Linked DNA regions of Mus musculus: regions 1, 2, 3 and 4 are each linked to region 5. The links are chromatin contacts, called in public HiChIP or PLAC-seq and promoter capture Hi-C maps. All regions are on one chromosome and are shown on one strand. The core of a region is the stretch at or near the end of the contact, and the rest is flanking DNA. Distances in the headings are between cores, read along the strand shown. Region 1 holds the start of Nucks1 (nuclear casein kinase and cyclin-dependent kinase substrate 1). Region 2 holds the start of Elk4 (ELK4, member of ETS oncogene family). Region 3 overlaps Gm16083 (a long non-coding RNA gene). Region 4 holds the start of Rab29 (RAB29, member RAS oncogene family). Region 5 holds the start of Dyrk3 (dual-specificity tyrosine-(Y)-phosphorylation regulated kinase 3).

Region 1 (5,040 bases), core at 2,209-4,708, 770 kb after region 5:
AAGAGTATGCACAGAACTTGCTTAAAAGTTCCCAGGACTCCCCACCTCCCTCTAGCTGCCTTCTGGGATCGCCATTGAGTACACCTAATCTCAGCCGGTCTGTCAGAGACACCCTCAACACAAACCCTAGTCCCCCTCACAGCCCCTTTTCTGCTCCAGCAAAATGAAAAGAAACTATCATGACCCAGGAAAAGATCGCCAACCTGCAGGCACAGTGCATATTGGTGGGAAAGGAACCATTCACAGACAGAAGGTGGTTCCTGGAACAGCCACAGCAGATGATGAACAACTAGAACTTTAGCCCAGCGTGGTGGCACACGCCTTTAATCCCAGCACTTGGGAGGCAGAGGCAGGCAGATTTCTGAGTTCGAGGGCAGTCTGGTCTACAGAGTGAGTTTCAGGACTATCAGGGCTACACAGAGAAACCCTGTCTCGAAAAACCAAAAAAAAAAAAAAAAAAAAGAACTAGAACTTTGACTCTCATTCTCTTAAAGAAGCTGGGCATAAACAATGTCTCTGGGGCTCTAGAGATGGCTCAGTGTTTAAGAACACTGACTGCTTTTCCAGAGGTCCTGAGTTCAGTTCCCAGCAACCACATGGTGACTCCCAACCATCTGTAACGGGATTTGATTGATGCCCTCTTCTGGTGTGTCTGAAGACAACTATAGTTGTACTCATATACATAAAATAAATCTTTAATAAAAAAATCTTTGGTATTGAAGAGGAACAGTGACAATCCTCTTTGACAACTCTAAAGTTCAGGTGTCTCTGTCAGTGAACACCTTCACCACTACAGGCCGGGCTGCAATACGGAAGCCGGCAGAAATGCTTCCCAGCATCCTATACCAGCTTGGTGCAGATACTCTGACTGGGTGACAGAGAGTGGCAAATAGCTCTGCCCAAACAACCTGGGAATGGCAAAGCACCAGCTGCTACTGGAGAGGAGAGGGATGAAGTTGCAGTCCTGTGGAGAATTTTGATGAGGTTTTCAAAAATGGAGCAACTGACTTGAGGCAATTTGTGAGGAAGATGAAACTTAAAGAAGTTACTGGGCTGCTATTTCATGTCATGACTGCTTTAAAAAATTTATATGACTCTGATAAGACCTACATCTTTACTATTTTTATGTTCAAGCCCCTTGGACTCTGCAGCTCCTTTTGGTTGTTGGTTACACACAGTTCACCCTTCGCAGCAAATTAAGCTGAAGCAACTCGGGAATCAAGTTTGAGAAAAGTTAATAAAATTCTTTGTCTAATTTTCCTCTGGTCTCTACATTCTTGCTATGGTATACACACATGCACCCATGCACACACACACACCAGAGACATATAAAAAAAATTTTAGAGATGGGTTTTGGTGGTGGTTATGCAACAACATGAATGTCCTTAATGCCACAGAAGTGTAAATGGCTAAGACCGCACATTTTATGTAAATTTCCTTTTGTGTAGCCCTGACTGTTCTCAAACTTGCTCTGTAGACCAGGCTGACCTTGAACTCAGAGAGATCTGCCCATCTCTGCCTCCTGATTGCCAAGATTAAAGTCATTTGCCACCACTACCCAGCTGTTAGAGATTTTTTTTTTTACCATATATTTTTTTAAGTGAAGAGGAAATGACGTTGAACGGAAAGGATCAAGAATAACTTTTAAAATTCTTCTCTTTTGCTGCTTTCTTCCCTTAGATAAGTAGAATTTTACACTGGGAGACTTTCAGGAAGCAGATAGTGATGTGGTTTGTTGCTTAGGGACTATATCTTCACTTGGTTTTGTTGTTGACTCAGGGGCTTTCGCAGTCCAAACTGTCCTCAAACTCCCTATGTAGCCAGGCATGACCTTGAACATCTATCTCCTTGACTGATGGCATTATAGGTGTGTATCCTCTTGTCCAGTTTCAGGAGGTGATGAAGATTGAACTCAGTGCTTACTGTGTGCTGAGCAGTTACTCTCAGCTGAGCAACATCCCCACTCTTCAAGTGAAACACTGGCTCTGGCAAGTATTGAAATCGATTTACAACATCATAAAGTGTGTTAGTTTTCTATCCGTATGACTTGAAATATCAACTTACAAGAATACATTTATTTTTCTACAGTTTCATATGTTTCCATTGAGGGCTGCTTGGTCCTAGGGCTTTGTGTCTGTAGAGAGCAAGAGCATCATGGTGAAAAGCATTTCAGCAAAGTGAAACAGATGACATTGTGTTTACAGGCTGCAAGCAAGAAAGACAGAGGGTGGTCAAGTCAAGGTTCCCACATCATGTTAAAGTGCTCACTCCTAATGTCCTAACTTCTACCAGGTCCTGCCTCTTAAATCTTTGGCATATGGGTCCCTAGGGAACATGGAATCCAAACTATAACAGGAAGTAAATCCTAGATATTAATACAAAGATACTGTGCTCTACTTCTGATTTAGGCATTCAGTCTTGAGGCAACTCGAACTACTTTTTTTTTTTTAAGATTTATTTATTTATTATATATGAGTACACTGTAGCTGTCTTCAGACACACCAGAAGAGGGCATCAGATCTCATTACAAATGGTTGTAAGCCACCAGGTGGTTGCTGGGATTTGAACTCCGGGACCTCTGGAAGAGCAGTCAGTGCTCTTAACCACTGAGCCATCTCTCCAGCCTCCCTGCCCCCCCCCCCCGAACTAATTTTATCTTCTATTAAAAACGGAACCTAACACTTAAGCCCAGACTAAAGGCCTTTCAACATAGCACCTTGTTTAGTTCTAGTAATAAGGTAGCCTTGTATCCTACTCTACTCATCATAAAACTGAGGTGCACAGAGGAAACCTAGTTAAGTACTAAGTGGTGGACTTAGAATTTTGAAGCAAGCGTTTTGTCACCAGTCTCCCTCTTAACCATTAATCACCTCTTTCTCTTTGAAATGCTAATATCAGAAATTGAGGTTTTAATGAGTGTTAAGTAGCTCTCAAAGATCAGATTGGGTAGAAGATATTCCTTGTGAACCCAACTCTCTACTTCAGCAGCGTGACTGAGCCCTGGGAGGTTAACGCTGAAGTCAGAGTACAGGATTTCTAAGATTAAGGTCAAATTTTTGAACCTAAGTAATTTCCCTCCAATTCTTAAGTGACGAATCTGCTGCCTATCCCATGAGTCTTGCAATTAGCTGATTTGCAAAATAATCAAGTCAGGAGAAATTAAATCCATTACAGAACCACCTAGTCCACAGAGAACTCTATATAAATCAGGTTATTTGGCAGGGGGTCCAAGATATAACCCAAGCCGAATCTGCAGCTCTGGCGTGGAAGACAGGGGGCGGGCAATCGGCGACCATTTTTGTTTTGCGGCCGTGCGCTCTCAGCGCATCTTGACTAACAGGACCCCATGGAGGAGGCGGGGCCTATCCGGGAGTGGGGCGGGGCTGGGAGGCGTGATGATTCAAATGGACTAATGACTAGGGCGCATCTGACAGGAGTCACCAATGAGCGGGCGTGCTGGGGCGGAGCGCACAAACCCTACGGGGTTTGGTTGCACCGCGGCTTTGGCGCATTTTCGGCTGGTTTGATTCATCCATTTTGAAGAGACGGGGGAGCGGGGGGCTCGTCAGATCCAGGGACCTCAAACCAGCAGCCGCCGACTCTTGAGAAGCCAGCAGCCCGGGGCTCGGCAGCAGCGGCCCCGCCGGCCGGAGCGGGGGGGTGGGGCGCCGAGTGCGCGGGGAGGGGGGTCCTGGTCCTCGGCTCCTCGACTTGGTCGCGCCTCGACAGCGAACATGTCTCGGCCTGTCAGGTCAGTGCGGAGTCCAAGGCCCGGGGCGGGCCGAACGGGCTGGGGTGAGTGGCGAAGGACCTGGGCAACGGGCCTGGAGTCGTGCTCCTGACTACCACGCGCGGCCTTCTGTCGGGGGCCGCGCGCGCCCTTGCGCGTGGGTGCTCGGCGGCGCGCAGGATGGCGGCGGCGCGCACGGGCGCGTCGCCTCCACCCCGCAGGGTCCGGGTCGGCTCCGCGGCCGCCCCCACCTCCGCCATGGCCCTGGCGTGGGCTTGGCGCGCACCAGGCACACCATAGGCCGCACCCCTGGGCCCTGTTGGAGCCTACGGCCGACCCGGGTGCGAACACGGAGGACTCGGTCCTCCAGAGGCTCGCCGGCTTAGCGTTTTGGCGAGCGAGTTGCTTGTGCCCCGCCGCCCGGCCCCGCCTCCATTCTCGGGGTCGCGGCAGGCCCCGCCTCCTAGCCCGGCCTGGGCGGAACCCACGTTTTCCTTTCCCCTTGGGGCAAAAGTGAGTTTTGACACTGAGCCCCGTAAAATAAGGGCCACAGCCTCTCCCCACTTGGGAGTTCTGAACGCATTAACCCCAAGTTTTCTCTTTCCACCGCTTGCAGACAAATGCCCTTCCTCCAGGGACGTGCTTGTTAACCCAAATCCCGTGTGGTTCTCGTTCCCCCTCACCCCGCAGTACGCGTCTCTTGCTACTTCTGTAACCCTCTCTTTCCCCGTGTGACGTTAATCGTAAATGGACTACGATCCACTAGCGATCAGACTTTTATTCACATGGCTTCAAGAAGTTTTCGGTTTCCCCTCACTCGGTGGGCTCCCCTTTAATGCCCTCCAGAGCTGTTGTATAGAATGTGGCTTGGGTGGAGGGTGTGGTTTAGTCCAATCTATTAAGGCCTGAGAGACAGAGGGACAGAGACCGAGACCAAAGTCAATAGATGTTACTTGTAAAGGAGCTTTACCTGGCCCCATTGCCTTTAGTTCTTAACTATTTTTACAGTTATGAATTCATTTCAAGTTTTGGTATCGAAAGTATCCCAATACCAAGGAGAGGTTTGGATCTGGCAACGGTTTTGTGCCCCACTATGTCTCCTTGACAAGATAATCTATTGGTGGTAGATTACCACCCCTCCCACTCGCGAGAGGGAACTGCGGAGGATGAATTACCTACCAGCTTGCTTTTTCCATTCTGTTTTAACCTGCACCTCCAAATTACCATGTCTTCTGTGTGATGTTTGGGAAGTAGTCAATATGACTGTTCCAGGTTATAGTGAGTTCTTTGAGGACATAAATCTAACCAAA
Region 2 (5,359 bases), core at 649-3,148, 870 kb after region 5:
CAATAGTGCCATGAAAATTATGGAAGCAACCAACTGTTTCCTGGTTGGGCTGAAATTCTACTCTACAGGATAACTGGCCAAGATCCAGCTGCTGGGGAGCTCATAGCTCATAAGTAATTCTACTATTATTGTGTTAAATGGACATAGCATCAGACTGCCCTGAAATAGTTATCACACCAATAGATTAGTGCAACTCTCAGTGCTCTCTAGAGAAGCTCCTTTTTGCCTTGGACGCCAGATAATACAGAGTCACATCTGGTCCAAGTGCAAAGAATCAATGTCTGTGAAGTGCTCAACCATAAGTTGAATATTTATAGCATGTCACCACCACCCAAGGTTCAGGGAACACTGAGGAGGAGGAGAAGGAGGTGGTGGAAGGATTTTTAAGAGCCAGAAGTCTGGGGTGACTGGACTCTTCTGGGCATGACCACTACACTCATGCATTTACAGAAGCCATGGTTGCCTGTTAAAGATCTGTACAAGAGCAAGCAGTTGACATTCCATTGTGAACAGAGCATAGACGCCCCGCCCCTAGCTGAAGAGCTATTGGCCTTTGATGGGTGCCAGAATGAGTCAGTTTTCTTTAGAGGTGGGTCCCTGACCACGATCTAGTGGACTAGTGGACTGTCTCACATCCAGGCATATATGGGCAATACTAACTGGACTCACTGGGTTAAGAAACAATGAAAAAGAGGGCACATAGGGGGATCTGGGAGGAGTCAGAAAGGTGAGGGAGGGGGACTATGTTTAAAATATATTGTATGCATGTATGAAATTATCAAAGAAAAAATTATATATATAGATATCTGTATCTATATATCTATATAGATATCTATAGCTATATATATATGAAACTGAGCTTGGTGTTAAAAGCCTGTAAATTCATCACTTGGGAGGTGGAGGAAACAGGATCAGGAGTTCAAAGTCAACCTCAGCTCGGACTTCATGAGACCTTGCTTCCAAACACAAATCACATTTGTAAGAACCAGCTTACGCTTAACATCCTCATAATGTTGATACTGAGACAGGGTTGCTGAGAGTCCAACCCCAAATTGAGTGGCACAGTCAATCCCATGAGAGCTTTAAGTACAGAAACTGTCTCAAAAAGCCTAAGTAAACAAACAACACACTCATTCGTTTAGTGGGGCAGGGAGACAAAATGGAACGCTCAATTGCCTCAGCTGCGAACACTTGTGAACCTTGGAATTGGGTGTTGATTTCTGCATCCCTTCTTTGGATGTTGCAAGTTTTGAAAATTAGGTTTTCACAGTGACTTTACAGGCAATGAATTGGGTGTTTCGGATTCTTAAGTAAAGTCACTTAGACTGGACGTGGTGGTGCACATCTGTAAATATCTGTAATCCCACCACTTGGGGCCAGGAGTTGAAGCAGAAGGATCTCCTATGAGTTCAGAACAGCTAGAGCTACGTGTTAAAATACTGTTTCTAAACCAAAAAAAAAAAAAAAAAGAAAGAAAAAGAAAAAAGAAAAGAAAGAAAGAAAGTTAAAGCTCTGGACCAAGCTAAGTTGGTAAGGGGGAAAGCTTTTCCCATTCTAGAGAGACCATTCGTCAATGATTCTGATCAAGTGGTGGTGGTAGCTCGCAATGTAAACCAGTGGGCGTCGTCCTCACACGTCAGCTCCGCCGCCACAGCCCTGGGCCCAGATTGCTACCCCGAGAGCCCTAAGCAGGACTTTGGGCCTGCGAGGAAGTACGAATGTCCGGCAGAGCAGGAGTCCCCGGAGCGAGTGCACGGGACGGACTAACAGGGTACGTACGGGAGCCCCGGGCCAGAAACAAAACACTGGCTTTGGGGCCCGGCCCCTCCCCCGGAAGTGACGCTCGCGCTGCTTCGGCGTCGAGGAAGGGCCCCGGCAGTGCCGGGGGGGGGGGGTTTGAGAGTGGCGGAGGCCGCGGAACGACGGGAGACGGCGGCCGTAGTGAAGAACGTCGAGCGCACGCACGGCGAGTGGCAGCTTAACTATAGCCACTTCGCCGTCCCGGCCGCGTGTGCGAGGGCGGGGCTCGAGACCTGCGGCAGCGGGAGATGCGGGCGGCTGCGGGCACGCGGCTGGCTCGGCTCGGCCGCCGCTTTCTCGGGCCCCGGCGCGGGGGTCGCCACTGTTCGCCGCGCGGTCTTTGAGGTCCGAGTGTGAGGAGCGGTGGGCGACAGAGTCTCGCACCGCGTTCAAGGCCGAGGAGTCCCGTGCCCTGCCTGGTGAGCAGCACGCCCACGCCCCGTCGGGGTCTCGCACCACCGCCCCTCAGCCAGGTTTCCGCGCGGGCCGGGCGGAGGTTGCGGGCGCGGCAGGAAGTGCACCGGGCGGAGGGAGGGGCGGAGCTTGGTGGCGGGAGGGTGGGACCTGGTGGGTGGGCGGGGCCCGCTGGCGCGCTCTCCTTGGGGGAGCAGCTCGGTGGAGCTCAGGTGCTCGCCGGAGCGCCCCCTCCGCCTTGCCCGCACCTCGGTGGGTCGTGAGAAGTCCCTTGGGCGGAAGGTGGCAGCGGTTTTTTGTTGCCTGGGTGGGGCAGAGGGGAACGGTTTTAACTTGCCGGAGTGGCAGGAAGTTGGAAAGTGAAAGTGCTTTCTTGGCTCGCCCACGGGCCGGAGGTCTGCGTCTCCCCGCACTTTGATCTCGGGGCGCGCGGCCTCACGCCGCATTCTTCCCTTCCCCAAGCTCGCTGTCCATCCGGCCACAGGTTTTTCTTTCTCTACTTTTCATCAGTCCTCCTCGCTTCCTGTACAGCTGTGGCAAGCTTTTCCTCGGAAAAGCATTGGAAACATCTTTGAGGGGAGGAGTTTTAACGGGCATCGGCAAGGAAATAAGGGGGAATTTGTTGGGTGAACTCAGAAGACACGGTTGGCATTTTCTCGAGCCCTTGCAATGTGAAGGTTAGGTCATTTAAGTAAGAGTCTTTCAGTAGAATGGCTGCCGTTCTAAGGTCAGAGCTCTTCTCTCTTCCCCCCCATGCACAGAACGTGGGGCTTCTGTATTTCCGGCTAGGAGTGGTGTTTTTAAAAGAGTATGATTCAACTTTTCCTTGTAGGAACTCTTTGTTCTTTGATCTTTGGTTTTATTTTAAAATGGAAACTGCTTACGTGGAGTTTGTTACATTTTTGGGGGGGAAATATTGTCTTAACTTTTGGGACACCATTATATATTTGAGGCAGGGGATGTACTCTTCAGTCACCAGCACAAAAAGGTAAAAAAAAAGTATACATTTAATATCCTCTTGTGGCTCTCACCGTTGCTTTCAGCCTCCTCTCCTTCCTTCTTGTGCTATGTATCAAAACTGGGGTCTGCATCAGGTGTTCATCAGCTGGTCTGCACTCCAGGCGCCCCTGTTCTCTTCTTTTTCCATTGCACTTCTTCGAGAAAGCAATTTTCTCTACCTAGGTGCAGTGCTGGTCATCTAACCTGTGTTCTCAGGCATGCTAGACAAGACAAAGCACTTTGCCACCGAGCTGCTCTCCAGCTCCTAAAGCCCCGTTTCATTGTAGCTTAGAGATTAGTCTTTGAGTGTTAAACCTTTTCCAGCATTTAATCTGTCAACGATGATTTGGGTCCATTTAAGTCTGCCTCCATTATGCTTCTAAAAAACCTTTTGAAGCTGTAATTGTTAGTACTTAGACAGTGTCTCTGTTTTTGTACCTATATGGAATCTGTCTGTCTTGTTCCCTCTTTGTTGGTCAGTAGCCCGGGCTTCATACCCACAGCCCTCCCTGCTTCATCTCAGGAGAGCCTGGGTTATAGGACAGTTTCACTTCTACTTGGTTCCTGTACTTGGGGCTGGGGTAGGGTCTCTAGTATTTCATGTAGCCCTAGCTGGCCTGGAACTTACTATATGGATTGGGCTGGCCAAGAACTCAGATCGAACTTCCTTTGCCTCAGTCCTGGGATAAAAGTGTGTGCCACCATGTTCTCTGTCGAAGTTGAGGAACTCATTGAGGTTCACTTGTAGGAGCTAAAATGAAGAGTTTCAACGGTGTATGTAGGAGTTCTTTGAAAGAATAACACAGAAATTGAATCATGGGTTGATCCTTAGCACAACTAATTTTTTGTGGTGTGTTTTTTTTTTTTTTTGGTGGTGGTGGGGGGAGATAGTCTCATAGAGGTTGGAATGGCCTTGATCTCTTGATTACCTGCTTCCTAAGGGCTGAGATACAGGTTTATTGTAACAGACGGATGCCCTGGAGCATGCTGGCTTGAACTCACAGAGATCTACCTGTCTCTGCCTCTTGCAGTAAAGGCAGGCTCTCCCTGCTAAGGCTCTCCCAGACATTCCTGATGTGAAGGTGATGTCTGAAGTGTGTTCTTCCCTTAGGCTCCTATTTACTGGAGTAGTTTTAACAGGCTGCACTAGGATGTAATTGCCAAGGTTGGAAAACTACTAATAAAAAAGTAACTCTCCATAAGGATAGACATCATCAGGGAAAAAAAAATCTGTTTGGTAAACAGAACAATGACAGGGACTGCCCCTCCCCCGACACACTGGAGCCGATAAACATTATTTTAGCTCTGCTTAAGGGAAGCTGTGGGGAAGATGTCTAGTGAGCTGGTTACCCAGGACAAGAGGAGCTCTTTTTTTTTTTTTTTTTTTTAGATTTATTTATTTATTATATGTAAGTACACTGTAGCTGTCTTCAGACACTCCAGAAGAGGGAGTCAGATCTTGTTACGGATGGTTGTGAGCCACCATGTGGTTGCTGGGATTTGAACTCCGGACCTTCGGAAGAGCAGTCGGGTGCTCTTACCCACTGAGCCATCTCACCAGCCCAAGAGGAGCTCTTTGTGGACTGCTGTCACTCAGTCTCTGGTGTTTAATGATGGCAGCACTCTTGCTGGGCGGAGGAGGAGTTCTCTCCTGGGTAGAGGAGTGGGTGACTGAAGGGGCCTGCCTGGGCTTCCTGCAGTTTCACCATCAGCCTGACTGTGGGAGGCAGCTCTTTTATTTTACCATCTCTGCTTTTGGATCACAGTGTCTCCACAGACAGTGTCAAAAGTGGTAACCAAAGATGACTGGAGGGTATTTTCACGCTTGAGAGAAATTCTAGAAACCCAAACAGTTTCCTAGCCGCAGCTCACTGATCTGTCCTCTGAGTCATGTGTGTTGTTAGGCTTAGTCTTCTCATGCCCGAGTTGTGTAACTTGGTTACGTTCGGTTTGTTTATCTTAGACATCTTCATCGATGTCTCACATCACCTGTTGAGAACATGCAGTTGAGTGTGTTGTAATGGGTACAGAGTGGAGTCACTACAGTCTTAGCTGAGAATGTTTTCAGCCACCCTAAAAGAAACCTCATGGTCCTTGCTTTCCTTCGCCAGTTTTCTCTCTCTTCCTCCTTCTGCTGGATGCCTCT
Region 3 (5,482 bases), core at 43-2,542, 590 kb before region 5:
GAGCATTGAGTCCTACGACACCAGGCAAGGTGCTCACTGGTTCAGTGAACAGCAATGATACAAGCAAGCCTATGCGCTCACCCGAGGACCTCATAGGAAAGCCAATGGCACAGAGGGGAAGTCCGCAAACTGGAAAAGGAATCAGAACCGGACTTCGAAGGTCAGCAAGGAGGAGCGCTGCAGCAGAAGAAGCTGAGGTTGAAACAAAGCAGGCAGGAAGCTTGGACAATGGAATGAATCAGAGTTAAAGCAGTGGAAGTCAGCATCCAGAACAAGCTGAAGAAAGAATTCCAGGAATCGGGAGCAGAGAAGAAGCTGAAGAAACACAGCATTGAAACGGAAAGAAAACACTGAGCAAGCGCGAGCACAGACTGCAGGTCACTGCGGAAGCTGAGTCTCTTTTTGGGTGTGCTTAGCCTCAATAAAAACAATTGGGAAACAGACTTAAAGGGAATCTCCAGGACAACTAGGGTTTAAAGAGAAAACAGTCAAGATCCGGTGAAATCCTGGCAGCCACCAGGAGGTGATGAAGGAAGGTCACGCCTTTTAAGTTAGACGCGGGATAGAAATAGCTTCTTAAGAATAGGAAGGGCACTCCCAGGCCTGGAAATAGAACAGTGAGCTAAGGAAAGCCCCCGGAAGCACCTGGCCATGTGGTGACTGGTCTTTTATAACTCACCTCTGCCCTCTTCCGTTTGTATTTCCTGGGCTTGCTTTGATGCCAGAGCAGGGAAAGGACTCCTGTCTCTCTTCCTCGGCAAGCTGGCTTCATTCACAGATTAATCTTGGTGTAACCTATTTAGTCCCTCCTTTCCTCTCACAGTAGAGGAGGCCCTTTAACCTGCCACAGCCCTAGGGTGAGAGACTGGTCTGGCCAACAGTTGTGGAGAGTGGAGGATCGGATACTAAGAAGCCAAAACGTTGTGGAAAGAAACACTGCCCTTAATGTCCTGGAGCTGATCTCACCAAGTGAGAGTAACCCTGGGGTTTGATTTTCTGAGCCTGAGATCAGTGTGTGGAGCAAGTGCTGTAGCTATTTTTCCGTGCTCTCGTGCTCCCGATGCACTTATGGGTTATCCCTCAACTACCCCAGGGATTCCAATCTGGAGTCTTCAGAGGACAAAAGACCCTGGCCACCCCACAGACTAAGTATGGCCATCCAAAGCCCTTATAGTCAAAGGAAGAAATCAGGTGTTGGGTGCTTCTTCCGAACAGGCACAGGCACAACACTGTAAGATTACATAATCTGGTCCAGACTAGCAGGAGGTGCTGGGCCCTCCCTCCCCTCCTTCCCCTCCCCTCCCCTCCCCTCCCACAGCAGCCTGCTGCTGCCTGCTGAACTCTTGATGGTTACAGACTGTAACCATGTGACTGAGCACATGCTCAAAAAAAAAAAAAAAAAAAAAAAAAAAACGAAGGAAGTCTCAAGCCCCAGAATTTTAGATGAGGATTTGTGTCCAGACCCAATAGAATCAGGGAGATGCAACTCAGTCATCTTGAGTATTTAAGTGCAAAGCGCTATCTCCCTATTCTGTGAGCAAGTGCAGGTGTGATCTCACTCCTGTGAGTTTATGTGAAGATGCTGCCAGGGAGAAGCTGTCACTGTCCTATCCACATACTAATTTTCCCCAAAAGCCTATTTACCAATGTCCTTTGTATGGAATCAGTCCAGTCTTTCTCAGAGACGACATTGCAGTGCTCAGAGAGGTTGGCCTGGGCGTAGACTACTGTGACTGTGATCTTTGTACCTGCTAGGAAAGCATTGAGGCCTCTCCACTGTATCACTGCCTTCCTCTTGAGCTTATAGCCCCAAGATTCCTCCATCTCTTTTCTCCACACCCCCATCCCATCCTCTACCTGCTTAGCAACCTGTGCATGTGAAGTGTACTTTAATAAGGTAGCCCCAGGGGTGTGTGCTTTGGGGGGAGGTGGTGGGTAGACATGGCCAATCCTCTTCATGCTTTGAAAGGGAAATATATGACTTGCTAATTTGCGGATGACACTCATTTGGGAAGTTTTGCAAATATCAGCCGCAATGAATAGGGAAGGAGTTGAGAGGGCCAAAACATGAGAGAAATAACAAAATTAATTTCCATTTGTATAAATACTAATTGATGCACCAGAGGAAAATGAATATGGAACACAGATATCAGCTCACAAGGAGGGCCAGTGTATTCAGAGCCCTGAATCAGTGGGATTGGGTGCAACGTACAGACACAGGGGCTGTGGGCTTCTTGTTCCCAGGGAGAGGTAGAACACAGGTAGAGGGTATCAGTAGACAGTGAGGATACTGAGGTGTCATCCTTTTTCAACCTGGAGAGAAGCTGAGACTACAGAAAGTGAGTAGACTGTTAGAGTGTCAGTCTCCCTACTCCCAGAGCCCCTTCCCCTACTAGTTTAGCAGGGATCTGTCTGATTTCTAGACCCTTAGTCATATTTTTTCTTTATTGTATAACAAAACTGTTGCTTTCTTTTTATTCTTCTTCATATATTCATCTAAATTTTGCTTACACATTTTTCTTTATTGGGAAAAATTTGTTCTTTTTTTCTTTTCTTTTTCTTTCACCTTTACTCTCTCCCCCTTTAAAAACAAAACAAAACAAAACAAACTACTATGCTTGTAGATTTTAACTTTATATTTTTGGCTTAAAGGGGTTTTTTTGTTGTTGTTTTTTTAAATCACGTTGTTAAACCTTTTATTCTCTTTACAATTCTATAAAATGATAATTGGTGACTTCAATACCTAGTTCTTAACTCTATATGTGTTATCCAAACTAAATGCAACAAAGAAACCCAAGATACAAATTATCTAATAAATCAAATTTAAACATATTGCAGATAATATTTTATTCAATAGAAAAGGAATATACATTATTCTTGTCCTTAAAACAGACCACATTCTAGGCCTCAAAGCAAGTCTTAATAAAAAAAAAAAAAGAGTGTGTAAGAATGGTTATGATGCTAAGGTCCTGTTCCTCAATTGGTTCTTGATCTGTCAGTAAAGAAGCCATGGGCCAATTGTTGGGTGAAAGGGCTAGGCAGGACTTTTAGTTTCCTAGAGTCAGGAGATAGATGCAAGGAGAGGAGAGGAGAGTTTACCATGCTTATGATGGAGAAAAGGTGACCAGCCATCTTGAATGGAGTGGACACATAGGCCGCTTCTGCAGGTGGGGGGATGAGGTGTTTAGCAGAGACTAGATGTAACTGAGCAACTAAAGTTTAGGGTAGGTGGAAAGGTGTACAGTTAAGAATATTGATAAGGGCACAGTTTTTCAGGCAGGATATGATTTGCGCCCAGCATTTGAAATTGAACAACCGTGTGTGTCTGTGTCTTTTACCCATGGGTTCAAGGGAAGTTGGGTAGTGTAGTCCATTCCTGGAGCTTAGGCAGGGTAACAAAGTTACATGCAACAATGGATAGAATTTCCTATTTTATAGGAACAGAGAAGACAAAAGCTAGAAAGCAAGGGCAAGAGAAATTACACTGAATTCCAAATGAACAACAGAAGAGCCATGAAGAAATTATGAAGAAAATTAAACATTCCTAGGATCAAATGAAAACTAACATACAACTTACCTAAATACTGGAGACACAGCCAAGATAATTAAGAGTGAGGAATATAGCTATGATTGTTTACATTAGAGTATCAAACAGTTCTCAAATACATAGCATAAATGCTGGGTAAGACCTCCAGGCCTTAGAAGAGCAAGAAGAAGTCAAACCCCAAAGCAATAGGTGGTGATGAGTAATAAAGGTCAGAAAAACATTAATGAGCAGACACTAAAGGGCAATATATAAGATCATTCAAATGGGAGTTGGTTCTTTAAAAATATGTAGAAGATCTCCTTACTCAAAGTAACCAAGATAAAGAAAGGACCCAAATTAATAAAATTAAAAATGTAAAAGGAGAGGTCACAACAGATTCCAATGGAACCCATAGGATCATTAGGAATACCCTGGAAATGTAGAATGAATGGCCACATATGGCCTGCCAAAATAAAGTCTAGAAGATATAAGTGACCCAAACAGATCCATAACAACAGAATGGAAGATGTATCAAAAAAAAAAAAAATCTCTGTAAAAAAAAAATACCCAAGGACTGATTGTCTTCACAGCTGAGTTCTACCAAACATTAAGAGTTAATATTAATGTTCTCCAGGCTTTTAACCTAGAAGGGGAAGAAGAGTAACAAATTTGGTCTACAATGGCACCATTATCCTGACACTAGAGCCAGATGAACACAAAACAAGCAAAACCAATATCTCTGATGATGAACATAGAAGCAAAAACTCTCAGTACCGTAATAACATATTGAATTCAGGAATACATTAAGATGACCATATACCATGACTAAGTTGCTTTTATCACAAACATTAAAAGTTAGTTTACAAATCAATAAATGGAAATCAACCTATTGATAGACTGGGATGGGGGGAAATCACATAAACATCCCAGTAAACACAGAAAGGACCTTGGACAGAACTCATTGGGTTTTCATAATAAAAGGCCTAGAGAAGCATGAGATAGAGGGAACATAGATCAATATAATGATGGGTGTGTTTGAAAAAATAAGCTATAGCTACCATTCTATGAATGTGATAATCATAAACTTGAAAGCATTTTCTTTTTAATTAAGAAATGAGAATAACCCCTCTCTTTGCTCTTAACTCAATCCAGTGCTCAAAACGTCAAGGAAGCCTGCATGAAGGACAAGCTGCACATCCAATAGATATGTGTGGGGTTGGGAATTAGGTCTGGCACATGCTTGCTCTTTAGTTGGTGGTTCAGTCTCTCAAAGCCCCCATGGGTCCAGGTTAGTTGACTCTGTTGGTCTTCTTGATGTGAATCTCCCAACAACTGGAGTGGGGACTGTCCCTGACTCTTGTTGCCTGTGTTGATCCTGTTCTCCTAACTGGACTACCTTGTCTGGCTTCAGTGGAAGAGGATGCACCTAGTCCTACAGTGACTTGATGTGCCAGTGTAGGGTGATACAGAGGCAAGGCTTCTCCCTTCTTAGAGGAGATTGGAAGGGAGGAAGAAAGGAAGGACCATGTGAGGGGAGACTGGGAGAAGAAGCGGGATTGAGATCGGAATGCAAAGTGAATAAATAAATAAATAAATAAATAAATAAATAAATAAATAAATAAATAAATAAATAAGCAAGGAAACCAAATAAACAGCAGACAAACCTAAAGAAGAAATCAAAGCATCACCAACTGCAATGACATGATTACATCTTTAAAAAAATCTCCAACAGAAAACTCTCAGATCTCATAAAAGTTGTGGCAAGAAAGATATAAAATCAGAACATTAAAGCCAGTAGTCCAACAAACTTGACCCCCCAAAGAAATCATTAAAAAAATATCATTTATAGTTAACCTAAGAAAACCAGGGCTTTGGGGAGCTATCCTTTTCCAGAGGCAAGGTCCCTGCAATGTGCCACTAAAACTGAAGCAGAGAATGGTCTGAAGACCAGGAACA
Region 4 (5,284 bases), core at 583-3,082, 730 kb after region 5:
AAAAACAAACAAACAAACAAAAACAAAAACAAAAAACAAAAAATATATATATAAAGAACAAATAAAGTGAAAACAGATATACTTGAAGCCATGACTTAAAGACTATAGAATAATTAACCCAGAGACCAATCCTTAGGAAATGTTTAAAGGGATAGGATAGGGAGATCCCAGAAAAGAAAATTTAAAAAGTGATCACCAGAAGAAACAGCAGCACAGAAGCACAAGGCAATAAATGCCAAAGAGTGTTGAACAATGGCAAAGCAGTAACAACTAACGCAATCCTTAAAGGTGAGTGGAGGAGAGAGGACTGGCAAACGTGGTGATTAGAACAAAGAACATCGAGGGGGGGGAGTTATATGGAAATGTTGTAATGGAAGGTATTACTTTGTTTACTAACTTTAAATTTCCAGTTTTTAAGAGAGAGGAAGGGAGAGAGTAGTGGAAGAAACCAGCCCCAAATGTGTACGAGCTTGCGCACATGAGCACACACACAAAGCTGCATACTGTGTGCATGCATTCCAGTGGAGGGAGTAGAAGCAGAAACAGAAGCAAATGGATCTGGAGCTCAAAGCCAGCCTGGGCTACATAGACTCTGTCGAAAGGAAAAAAGAAAGAAGAGAAGGAGAAGGAGGAGGGAGAGGAGGAGGAGGAGGGCTGGAGATGTAGCTCCGATGGTAGAGGACTTGCCTAGCATGCCTGGATTTACTCTCCAAAACTACAAAACTGGATGTTGTTACAATTGAACCACAAGTTCTATGGTCTACTGTCAGAAGTTGACACCAACTTAGGCTACAGAAAATCCTCTCTCAAACAAAAAACAAACAAACAAACAAACAAACAACAACAAAACAGCCAAAAGGGGAAAAAAGTGAAGCTTATTCTACTAGCCACAATTTCTAGCTAAAGGACAGGCAGGACAGAAAAATTACAGGTAGGAAAAGTAAAAATATTTGCCAATCATTTTATGAGTATTCAGAATTAATAGCAGCAACAAAAGGAAATGTCCTGGTGCTCAAACGCTATGCGTGGCTGGTGTAAGAAATGTGGAAGTGTCAATGAGGAACTATCTCTTGTTTATTCTGCATTGTTATTGCTATAGCTAGTTATTAAGTGTTGTAACTTTTGACATAGATTTTTTTTAAAAGGTTGATCTTTTGGGTCAAATGTCCCCAAATGTGCCTGTTATTGGTCATATGGAAAATTTGACCTTGTCTTTACAAGGCTCGAGATTTGACTCTGTAGTTAAGACAACAGGAAATGGACTTCACTTGGAACTTGGACATTTATCTTTGTGTTATAAAACCTTTAAAATATGGCTAATAAGAAAGGCCGTCTAGAAATCTTTAAAATGTGATTTTAAGAAAACATCTGGGGGAAAGATTTAGACAGGAGAGATCATGGTCTACGTAGTTCAGGGTGACCCAAAGTTGCTTCCAATCTCTTGTCTTGCTCTGGGGAGAGGAAGTGGTGGGGTTAGGGGTCCTTGAACACACTTGTTGCAGAAGACGATGGATGAACTAGGGTTTTATGATCCTCCTATTTCCATCTCCCCAAGGCCTGGATTGCAAACCTGTGCTTCGACGCCAAACTTTAGAATTGTTTTTAAATAGATTTCTAAATTCTTTAAAGTTTGAAAACCTTAAAACTTTTATGTAAATTTGCTCAAGATAGCTAGGAAACTACATTTCCCAAGAGTGTACGTGGCAAGTCGCCACACTGGTCTGGTCGCTTTACCAAGAGGCACACTGGGAAATGTAGTTCTCCGAGCAGTGGGGCTCACAACGTTTTTGACGGAAGACTGGGAAGTGCGCCGCCAGTGGCAGGACGGGGACCGGACAAGGACTCTGCACAACCTCAATTTTGTGTGTGCGGTCCGAGAAAGGGTCTAAGTCATCTGTACTTCTCTAAGCAAGGTGCTGGCCACGGTTCAATGCTGGCGAGCGACTCGGAGGTCCCTGAAAGGAAGGTGCCAATCGCGGAGGGTCGAGCTGGTACCCGCCCCACCCAGGCTGCGGCCGCGCGGGGAGGAAGCGCGCACAGGCCGAGTGCAAAAGTTTCCTTTTCTGCTTTCCAGTCAGAGAAGCTTCAACCAACCGAGGGTGGAGATGCCTGACTTCAATTGGAAGAGAACCCGGGAGCCAAAGGGGTTGAAATAAGCGACTTCCCGGAAAAACAAACTATCAAAAAACCTCTCCCCACCACTAGCCATGGGCAGCCGAGATCACCTGTTTAAAGTGCTGGTGGTGGGGGACGCCGCCGTTGGCAAGACGTCTCTGGTCCAGCGCTACTCCCAGGACAGCTTCAGCAAGCACTACAAGTCCACCGTGGGAGGTGAGCGGTCACGGGTGACTAGGAGCAGGGGTCGAGGCTCGCAGCCGGTAGCCTCTGGGTACCGAGGTTGCCTCTAAGGGGTCCCCAGCCTACCTACAAAGATAGGGCCAAAGTATACAGGTGAGAGATGGTGAAGGGGTCTGAGCCGGGGACTATTCACCGCAGAGAGCAGAGCCCTCCCGCAGCCATGCGCTGCCCAGAGCAACTTCTCCAGTCAGCAAAGTCAGCTGAGTCCCGGTTCAAGTGCAGGCTGGGGCAGTTACCCTGCTTCCTACCAGCATCCGACGGGTGTTGAGGAAAGAACCCCGTTACCTTAGGAGGAAAGCCCAGGAGCTAAGCAGTCAGAGGTGTGGGGAAGACTGGAGGACAGATTCCGGTCAGGTCTGATGAGCCCTATGGTGTCATTAGTGAACTGAGTGGGAAATGTGAGGAATTCACGAAAGAATGTGAAATACCCTCGAGTGGCCTGTCGTCTTCTCTTGCACTGGGGAAGGCAGGGAGGAAGAGAGAAAGAAGCACTAAAAGTAAATTCATTTCTTTCCCAGTGTGGCCTTTGGACTCTGCTGAACTGTCCACCTGTCGGTCTGTCTACCCCAAACACACAGACACAGACACAGATACACACAGACACACACACACCTCCACCACCACCACAAGGAGAAGGTAGTTAACAAGGTTACAGTAATGTGAAAGAATAAAATTACATTTGTTTTTTTTATTTTGTTTTGTTTGAGACAGGGTTTCTCTGTATAGCCCTGGCTGTCCTGGAACTCACTCTGTAGACCAGGCTGGCCTTGAACTCAGAAATCTGCCTGCCTCTGCCTCCCAAGTGCTGGGATTAAAGGCATGCGCCACCACGCCCAGCACATAAAATTACATTTGTACCAACACAGATTTACATGTGAAAGTTTTTTTATTAACTCTTTTCTTTGAAATGAAAACTTTATAGAATATTTCAAAAACTGTTTCCTGACTACTTTGCCCACCACTCCTAAATACAAGTCCTTATTTCATGGATTTTGGGTTAAAAATGTCCTGTGAATTAATTTTTACCAGTGGACTGTTTTCCGACAGTATGAACATACTGATTCTGGCAAGTTTTGTTTGTTTTTCCCAATGTTTATTATAAATTCTCCCTCGTTTTCACTTCTGTCACAGATGTAGAAGAAAGAATATGTTTCTGAACTGAAATTATTCTGTGTTTCTCCTTAACAAGTAGCTTTTCCAGCATAGTGTGGTTGTCTCTACCTTTAATTCTAGCATTCAAGAGGTTGAGGCAGGAGGATCTCAAGTTGGAGCTAGGCTCTACTATCCGACTTTGGGAGGTTCCCCTGGAATAGCTGTTCAGTCCAACCTCATGGAGTTTCAGCATCTGCAGACCCGTGGGGGATTCAGCACAGCTCTTAAGCAGCATCCATGTCTCAACCTCTGCCATCTTGTTCATTTAACCAGTACCTGCTGGACATATACCATAGCCTTAAGGAGGATACAGAGGTTTTCACTGTATTTTCTCATAATACTGTTTGATTAGATACTAACAGTGAAGTTAAGATGGAAGATACAAAGCTAACCACCTTACCTTCCTTTCCTCCATCTCCCCCACCATTCTTTCCTTGAGAACCCCCCACTTAAAAAACATCCCAGAAACCATTTAACCTGAGAACAGGAATAATGGTCATAACCATGCCCATAACTTTCTTGATCCTAGCCAAGGAGATAATCAGTGTGAAATAATTTGATCTGAGAGAGGAGAAAACACTGAAGACCGTTTGGAGAGTACGGATTATGTGTCCCAACACAAATGTACCATGGGGGCTCCTCTCCATCGCCAGAAGGTTTAAACCTAATTGGAGTGTTGTGATCCTGGGGTTGTCACTGTATATTTATTTGATCTGAGCTTGTGCTAGGACTAAAAAAAAAAAAAAAAAAAAAAAAAAAAAAAAAAAAAAACCATTTACTGTGTGTGTGTGTGTGTGTGTGTGTGTGTGTGGACATGTATTCTGTGACATACTTGTGGAAGTCAGAAGCCAGTTTATAGGCTTGGGCTATAGGGATTTAACTTGGGTTGTCAGGGTTAGCCACAAATGCCTTCATCTCACTCTCAGAACCATCGTAAAGACATGTTTTTGTTAAAGTACAATATTCATATATTTTCAGTGGATTTTGCTCTCAAGGTTCTCCAGTGGTCTGACTCAGAGATGGTGCGGCTGCAGCTCTGGGATATTGCAGGTAAAATGGGAAAACCAGGCAGTAACAAGGGGAGAAATTATTTACCCAGCAAGCTGTTTGGGGGGCGGGGGGAGGGGGGAATGAATATGGAATGGCAAAGCTGACTTTTTTTCCCCCTGAAGCTACAAGTTTGAGCTGCTCTGAGCTTTTGGGATGATTTTGGAGACATATTGCTCCAAAGACAAAGAGACATAGTGCCATCTGTGCGTGGGTGGAAAGCCTCTAAGGTGGTGGATGACCCAGAGGTGGATGTCCCCCAGTGGCAGAGGAGGCGCCAGATCTTCAGCCGACTTTACTGAGAAACAAGATCTCCAGCAAATAGAGGCAGTGATAATGATGAACCCTTGTTATAGGCTGCTCTTCATACTTCAAATTTACTGGTTCACTAGCCCTGTTGTGAAAGCCTTTATCTTACTCTACACATGACACATCTGAAGTCCTCAACTGGATCTTCTTAAAGTCACACAGTTAGCAAGTGGCAGACAGGGTTTTGGACATCACAGTTTGGATACAAACTCTGCAGTGGCTAATCAAAGGGTCAGAGGGGAAGGAAGGGGTGGGGCCTTCAATACCATATATGCAGATGTCCTACCTCCGGTGAAGGAAGGGTACTCAGGGTATCAGAGGGTGCTCACCTTCAGAATCACCTCCATGAGAGCTCTCACTTCTCTCCAGGGCAGGAGCGTTTCACATCCATGACACGACTCTACTATAGAGATGCTTC
Region 5 (4,995 bases), core at 1,712-4,211:
CCAGCTCAGGAAGTCAGACACTTCAGCAGATGACACATTGTAGCACAGTTTCAAGTCACAGACCGTGACTCCTTGCCTTGGAACTTGTCCAAACCCTGCTCTGCTCCTCTGCCTGTGCCTGTGGACTGTGAGTTCATCTCATTCTTACCTTAAACAAAAGGGCACCGAAAGCTAAGGGTCTGGGGCTCATAAAGGATCAGAATGTACCAAAGCCCAAGCTGGACGAGTGGCCCCCGGTGGTGCACGCCTTTGACCCCTACAGAGCGGGTTCCAGGACAGCCAGGGCAACACAGAGAAACCCAGGCTTACTGTTTCAACTTAATTTATGAAGTTTTGTTCTTTTGTTTTTTGGGTTTTTTTTTTTTTTTAAACTGTCTTTCATATACTGATCTGCCAGGACTAAACGGGAAAAACTGAGCTGATTGTGAATTCTGACACTATTTTCCTTGTTACTTCTGTTAAAAGAAGCCTTTGTCATGCTCTATGTATGTCACCTACCATAAAAAAGAAACACCGCTTAAACAAGAGTTCCTTCCGCGACCCCAAGTGCCATGCCTACCCCAGCAGAAGGAATAAGGAAAGGGTGGACTTCAAATCCAAACTGTTCCAAAAAAAGCCGACCTCAAACCACAGAAACTGTTTTCCCCAAGTCAGGAGAAATCAAAAGCAAACCAAGCATGGTAATATGAGTATGGTAATATACCCATTTAATCCCAGTACTCTGGAGACAGAGGCAGGTACACCTCTGACTTTGAATCCAGCCTGGTCTACACAGAGTTCCAGGTCAGCCAGGACTACACACACTAAGCAACTCTGTGTCAAAACAATAATCTTTCAAAAAGCAAAAGAACCACACACACTCCCCAACCAAAAACCTCAAAACAAAAGCAGCCAACCCACAAATAACAAATGGAACTCCCGCGTTGCCAAGAGCATTAAGGAGCACTTCCTCTTCCCCCAAGCAACTTTCTTTCCTTTCCTACTTACATTTAGCCTTCTGGAGACAGGTGCTTCAGAGGGGTTGCTGAATGTGTCCGAATAGGGTGGGCCCTTGGTTTCATCTATCATCATGAAAGTATCATAGACACCATCCCCCAACCTAGGAGAAACGGTTACAGATAAAACCGGTCAGTAACTAAACAAAATGAGCTTGCATTTTCAAAACACCCCAGGATTTAAGCGCTTCTTACCCTTTCTGACACTGCACAAAAACAAGCCGGGCAGTCGGCAGTGGGAGAGAAGGACTCTAACCTTTCTCTTCCCTGTAATTTTTTTTTTGTTTTTTTGAGACAGGGTTTCTTACATAGTCCTGGCTGTTCTGGAACTTGCTGTGTAGAGCAGACTGGCCTCGAACGCAAACTGATCCACCTGCCTCCACCTCTGCACCAACACATCTGTTTCCTTTTTCTTTGTAAAGAATGGAAAAAAAAAATCTCTGGATTCAATTTTACATTAGTTACAACAGACTGGTGTGGTGACACACTCCTTTAATCCCTCTCTCAGGAGGCAGAGGCAGGTGGATCTCTGCTGAGTTTGAGGCCAGCTTGGTCTACAGAGTGACTTCCAGGACAGCCAAAGCTACATAATAAAGAGACCCTGTCTCTAACTAACAAATAATAAGTAATCGAATGCTGTTCAAAAAATGAGGGACTACCAATTAACTTGAACTGAATAAGAAACCTAAAAGCAGAAAGAAATAAACATAACATAGAGGTTTGTTTTAGAATGCAAGTCTAACACCTCTATTCTAGTTTCAGCCCCTGGCTGTGCTACCTTCCCCCTCTGAACAGCCTCACAGGTAAATGGGAAGAAAAGGACGTCTACACTCTCAGACTACAAGAAGAGAAGACTAGCAGAACAGCTGTCTTCTCTTCATTATTTTATGCACCCATTTACAGCTAAGCTAACTAGTGAAAAAAGGCAGCCAACAGGAACCCACCCGATGCTTTGCTTTAAGTTACACGATGTACCAAATCTCTCTTCTGTTCCCACTTCATTTCCTGGCATATGGAGATATTTAAAATGCTAAAGGACTACAGAATGGTTCTGTCTTTACACTGTGGGTCCTCCACAGTGAAGGCACACAAACAATGGGCAGGATTTACTAAAGCCACAAGATGGCCTTGAATAATGCATTTTATCTGCTCCCAAGACTACGGATTTGCGGGTCACTCTGGTCACCGGTTCATGTTACCATCTCAGATTATATACTACTAACACAACCATGACTAGGTAACATTTTTCATTGTCTTTAAAAAAAATATCTTTTCAGTCACTTTTGAGATCTGTCTTATTAAAAAAAAATACTTATAGAGTTTAACACAAGTGTTAAAGGAATAAAGGAGGGCTTTAAAAACATCCCACAAGAAATTAAAATATCTTCTAAAAAATATATTGAGGTTCAGACAATGTTTTGATAACAGGCAATTTTCTAGACAGGTCCGGCCTCTGCCATACTGCACGATGAAACACACCAGCACCGCATCTGCAGAGTAACAGCCAGACGCGAACGAGCGGATTGGGTTCCTTTAGCCAGGGCCCGATGCGGAGGGGGAAAGGGACCCCCCCCCAAAAGCGGCACATGGGGAACAAGGTCCCGGGTCTCTGCTGCTCCACCCCAGGGCCAGGGCGGGCTGGGCAGACTCTCGGAGCAACAGGGCGCAGGTCTTGCGCGCAGGTCCCAGACCCAGCTCTCCGGAGGCCGCGCCGTCCCGCCCGCCCTCCCCCGCCCTTCCCGCTCACCGCGCTGATGGACAGGCAGCCCAGACCCGCAAGGAGTCCTCCCGCTCCTACCCGGGCGCCGTTACCTCCGCTGCTGCGGCGGGAGCCCGGCCCCCGGCAGCGCCGCGTCCTTCCTCCCGCGATCGCGGGCTGCGCCTCCCATCGCGAGCTCGCCCCGCGGACACAGAGGCGGCGGTTGGCCCGGTGGGTCGCCTCCAGCACCGCACCTGCTGGCTTCGCTACAAGACGAGGCTGGGCACTGGGCTCGCGCGGTCCGCAGGGAGACCACGCGGGAGCGGCCGCGTCGCTTAGCAACCGCGCACGCCCTGCCGCGCCTGCGCAACGCCGCCTTGGAGGGAGCGGGGAGGAGGCGGAGCGAGGGGCGTGCTGTTCCTGGGTGGTGTGCTCGCAGTTCTTTTTGCAAAAGAGGAAACTGGCTTGGAACCTACGCTTCTTCGTATTCACCTAGCCGTGAAACCAAACATGGGAGTATCAGCAGCACAGCCTGCCTGCTCAGCAGACCGCTTGGAGAGCTCTGCGCATCTTTAATATGTGAAAGCGTACCTCACTCTTTCTGAGAAGTACCGTCCATGTTAAGTCTATTTCGACAGTTAAAATGGAAGTGAAAAGAAAGGCTGTTAAGCCACAGAAGTGGCGGTTGTGTTGAGCTTGGTGCCCATCAGATTTCCTAAGGCTGCAAAACTCCTCTGCAAGAGCGGATTTGATTCCCAACACGGTCGTGGCAGTTCACAACCATCCATAACTCTAGTCCCGGGGTGTTTAATGCCCTCTTCTGACATCTGAGAGTAGCAGGCACGTATGTGGTGCACAGGCATAAACTCATACACATAGGATGAGCCCATTGGATCTATGAGAACAAAACAAAACAAAAACCAAAGGTTCTTCCACGCATCGGTGGCGCACGCCACCTGGTGCACACTGGAAATTATTTCATAGAGCATAATTCCACGAATCTTCAAATGTCCAACCGAGGCTCCTTTTGGGGTTCGTAAAAGTCACAGTCCCTGTTCTCAGAAGATCCACACTCTATTTGCAGCTAAGAATCTGTCCATTTGGGACACTTTATTTTCATCTGTTCAGTGTTGACTTAGCCTGTGATATAAGTAAAAATGTTTTCTTCAATGATGATCTTTTAGAAGTTTTCTGTCTCTCTTTCATCCACAACCAGTGCAATCTTACTTTCCTAGGGTTTTTGTTTTTAAATTGGGCTCTTTGACTCTTGTTTGTAGACAGAGTTCCATGGCAACAAAGGCACCTCCCCCGCTCCAAGATTACAAAATTCTACTAACTGATCCTGCTCTCAGGACTTCTAAGAGGTGAACACCCCAGACTACTACCGGAAGGGTTGGTTGGGACTTGCCTGGACATGTTTAATTACCTCATTTCGAATCACTGCAAGTCTTCCCTTCTGTCTTTAAGGCGCATCTTCTAGAGCCAAGCTAAAGCCTTCCTGTTCTACTTGCCTCCAGCGGGTTAGGGGAGTAGATACAGAGGCTGCCTTTGTCTTTAGTAGGTTATTTCCCTAGTAAGGGAGGGAGAACTCCTTGAGGGTGCTGGACCTCCTGAGTATCTGACCTTGGTGACCTAAGTACTTTTCAGTATTTCTTCAAAGAACCCCTGTTTTGTAACAACGACCACACCCTCATTAAGCAATTGCCCTGTACCCTCCGGCTCTTGAAAAGACTCATTTAAGTGTACTTCAACAGATATTGAAATACAAAGAAAATACGATTTCTCTGTATAAAGTGTTCCATATGCTTACATATGTGCAACCTATGGAAATCTATGCAAAATATATTTGATAAATGTTACATTAAAGTAAGTAAAAAAAGGTGGGGGAACATGCTGGTGGAAGGACAAAGTTTTGAGGAAGTGAGGAGTAGGAGGGAGGGACTTTGGTTGGATGTGATCGGATATATTGGATAGGGGCTGGAGAGATGGCTCAGTGGTCATGAGCACTAGCAGCTCTGGAAGAGGATCGGACATCTGAGAGTACCAGGCACACATGTGCTGCACCGACATATGCTCAAAAGAATAAGATAAATCAAAAATTTTTTCCAAAGATATAGTGTATGAAGTCACTGAATAATAAATTAACGGATTTTAAATAAATGAAGAGTGGTTGGAAATCAGCATTATCTTTCTGAAAATATAAAATAAGAATCCTACCACATACTAGCCAAGTCACCTGAGATGTCTGCCTGTCTTTAGAAGCCAGTTCTAGTGAACAGGAAAACTAAAGAGCTTGCAATA

The links. HiChIP or PLAC-seq counts read pairs in DNA pulled down with a chosen protein or histone mark. Capture Hi-C pulls out chosen DNA fragments and counts their contacts.
Region 1: a contact with region 5 is called in an H3K27ac HiChIP or PLAC-seq map of stem cell-derived epiblast-like cells, with 9 times the contacts expected there. The contact joins the promoter of Nucks1 here to the promoter of Dyrk3 in region 5. A contact is called at or near these places in 2 of 484 Hi-C or Micro-C datasets (both in embryonic stem cells) and 5 of 115 datasets of contacts at active chromatin or transcription factors (embryonic stem cells and stem cell-derived epiblast-like cells).
Region 2: a FOXA1 HiChIP or PLAC-seq map of pancreatic cancer cells shows a contact between it and region 5. The contact joins the promoter of Elk4 here to the promoter of Dyrk3 in region 5. A contact is called at or near these places in 1 of 39 promoter capture datasets (the HPC-7 cell line), 1 of 484 Hi-C or Micro-C datasets (B cells), 3 of 115 datasets of contacts at active chromatin or transcription factors (embryonic stem cells, memory CD8 T cells and pancreatic cancer cells) and 1 of 9 other capture datasets (pancreatic islet).
Region 3: a contact with region 5 is called in an H3K4me3 HiChIP or PLAC-seq map of the SCID.adh cell line, with 4 times the contacts expected there. The contact joins the enhancer-like site here to the promoter of Dyrk3 in region 5. A contact is called at or near these places in 2 of 39 promoter capture datasets (hippocampal neurons and pre-B cells), 1 of 484 Hi-C or Micro-C datasets (cortical neurons) and 7 of 115 datasets of contacts at active chromatin or transcription factors (the 230-238 cell line, the SCID.adh cell line, embryonic midbrain and 4 more).
Region 4: a promoter capture Hi-C map of adipose tissue shows a contact between it and region 5, with 2.1 times the contacts expected there. The contact joins the promoter of Rab29 here to the promoter of Dyrk3 in region 5. A contact is called at or near these places in 2 of 115 datasets of contacts at active chromatin or transcription factors (embryonic forebrain and embryonic stem cells) and 1 of 9 other capture datasets (adipose tissue).

What each region holds. Positions count from the first base shown.
Region 1 is chr1:131,907,000-131,912,039 of GRCm38.p6, forward strand. Nucks1 (nuclear casein kinase and cyclin-dependent kinase substrate 1) reads left to right here and starts at 3,459. Exons shown (of 7, transcript NM_175294.3): 1 at 3,459-3,751. The coding sequence starts at 3,735.
Region 2 is chr1:132,005,722-132,011,080 of GRCm38.p6, forward strand. Elk4 (ELK4, member of ETS oncogene family) reads left to right here and starts at 1,899. Exons shown (of 5, transcript NM_007923.3): 1 at 1,899-2,219.
Region 3 is chr1:130,550,314-130,555,795 of GRCm38.p6, forward strand. All of the region lies in intron 2 of Gm16083 (a long non-coding RNA gene), which reads left to right. It also overlaps a transcript of Zp3r not described here. Among named protein-coding and RNA genes, the nearest start is that of Gm16083, 38 kb to the left of the region's middle. Within about 2 kb of position 1,293, at least 54 of the 459 cell types and tissues checked have an H3K27ac peak or open chromatin away from gene starts, as enhancers often do. A contact at or near this core is called in the SCID.adh cell line, where this site is marked.
Region 4 is chr1:131,865,445-131,870,728 of GRCm38.p6, forward strand. It overlaps Rab29 (RAB29, member RAS oncogene family), which reads left to right and starts at 1,833. Exons shown (of 6, transcript NM_144875.2): 1 at 1,833-1,966; 2 at 2,075-2,331; 3 at 4,489-4,560; 4 at 5,236-5,284. The coding sequence starts at 2,208.
Region 5 is chr1:131,135,273-131,140,267 of GRCm38.p6, forward strand. It overlaps Dyrk3 (dual-specificity tyrosine-(Y)-phosphorylation regulated kinase 3), which reads right to left and starts at 2,962. Exons shown (of 3, transcript NM_145508.2): 1 at 2,808-2,962; 2 at 988-1,099. The coding sequence starts at 2,884.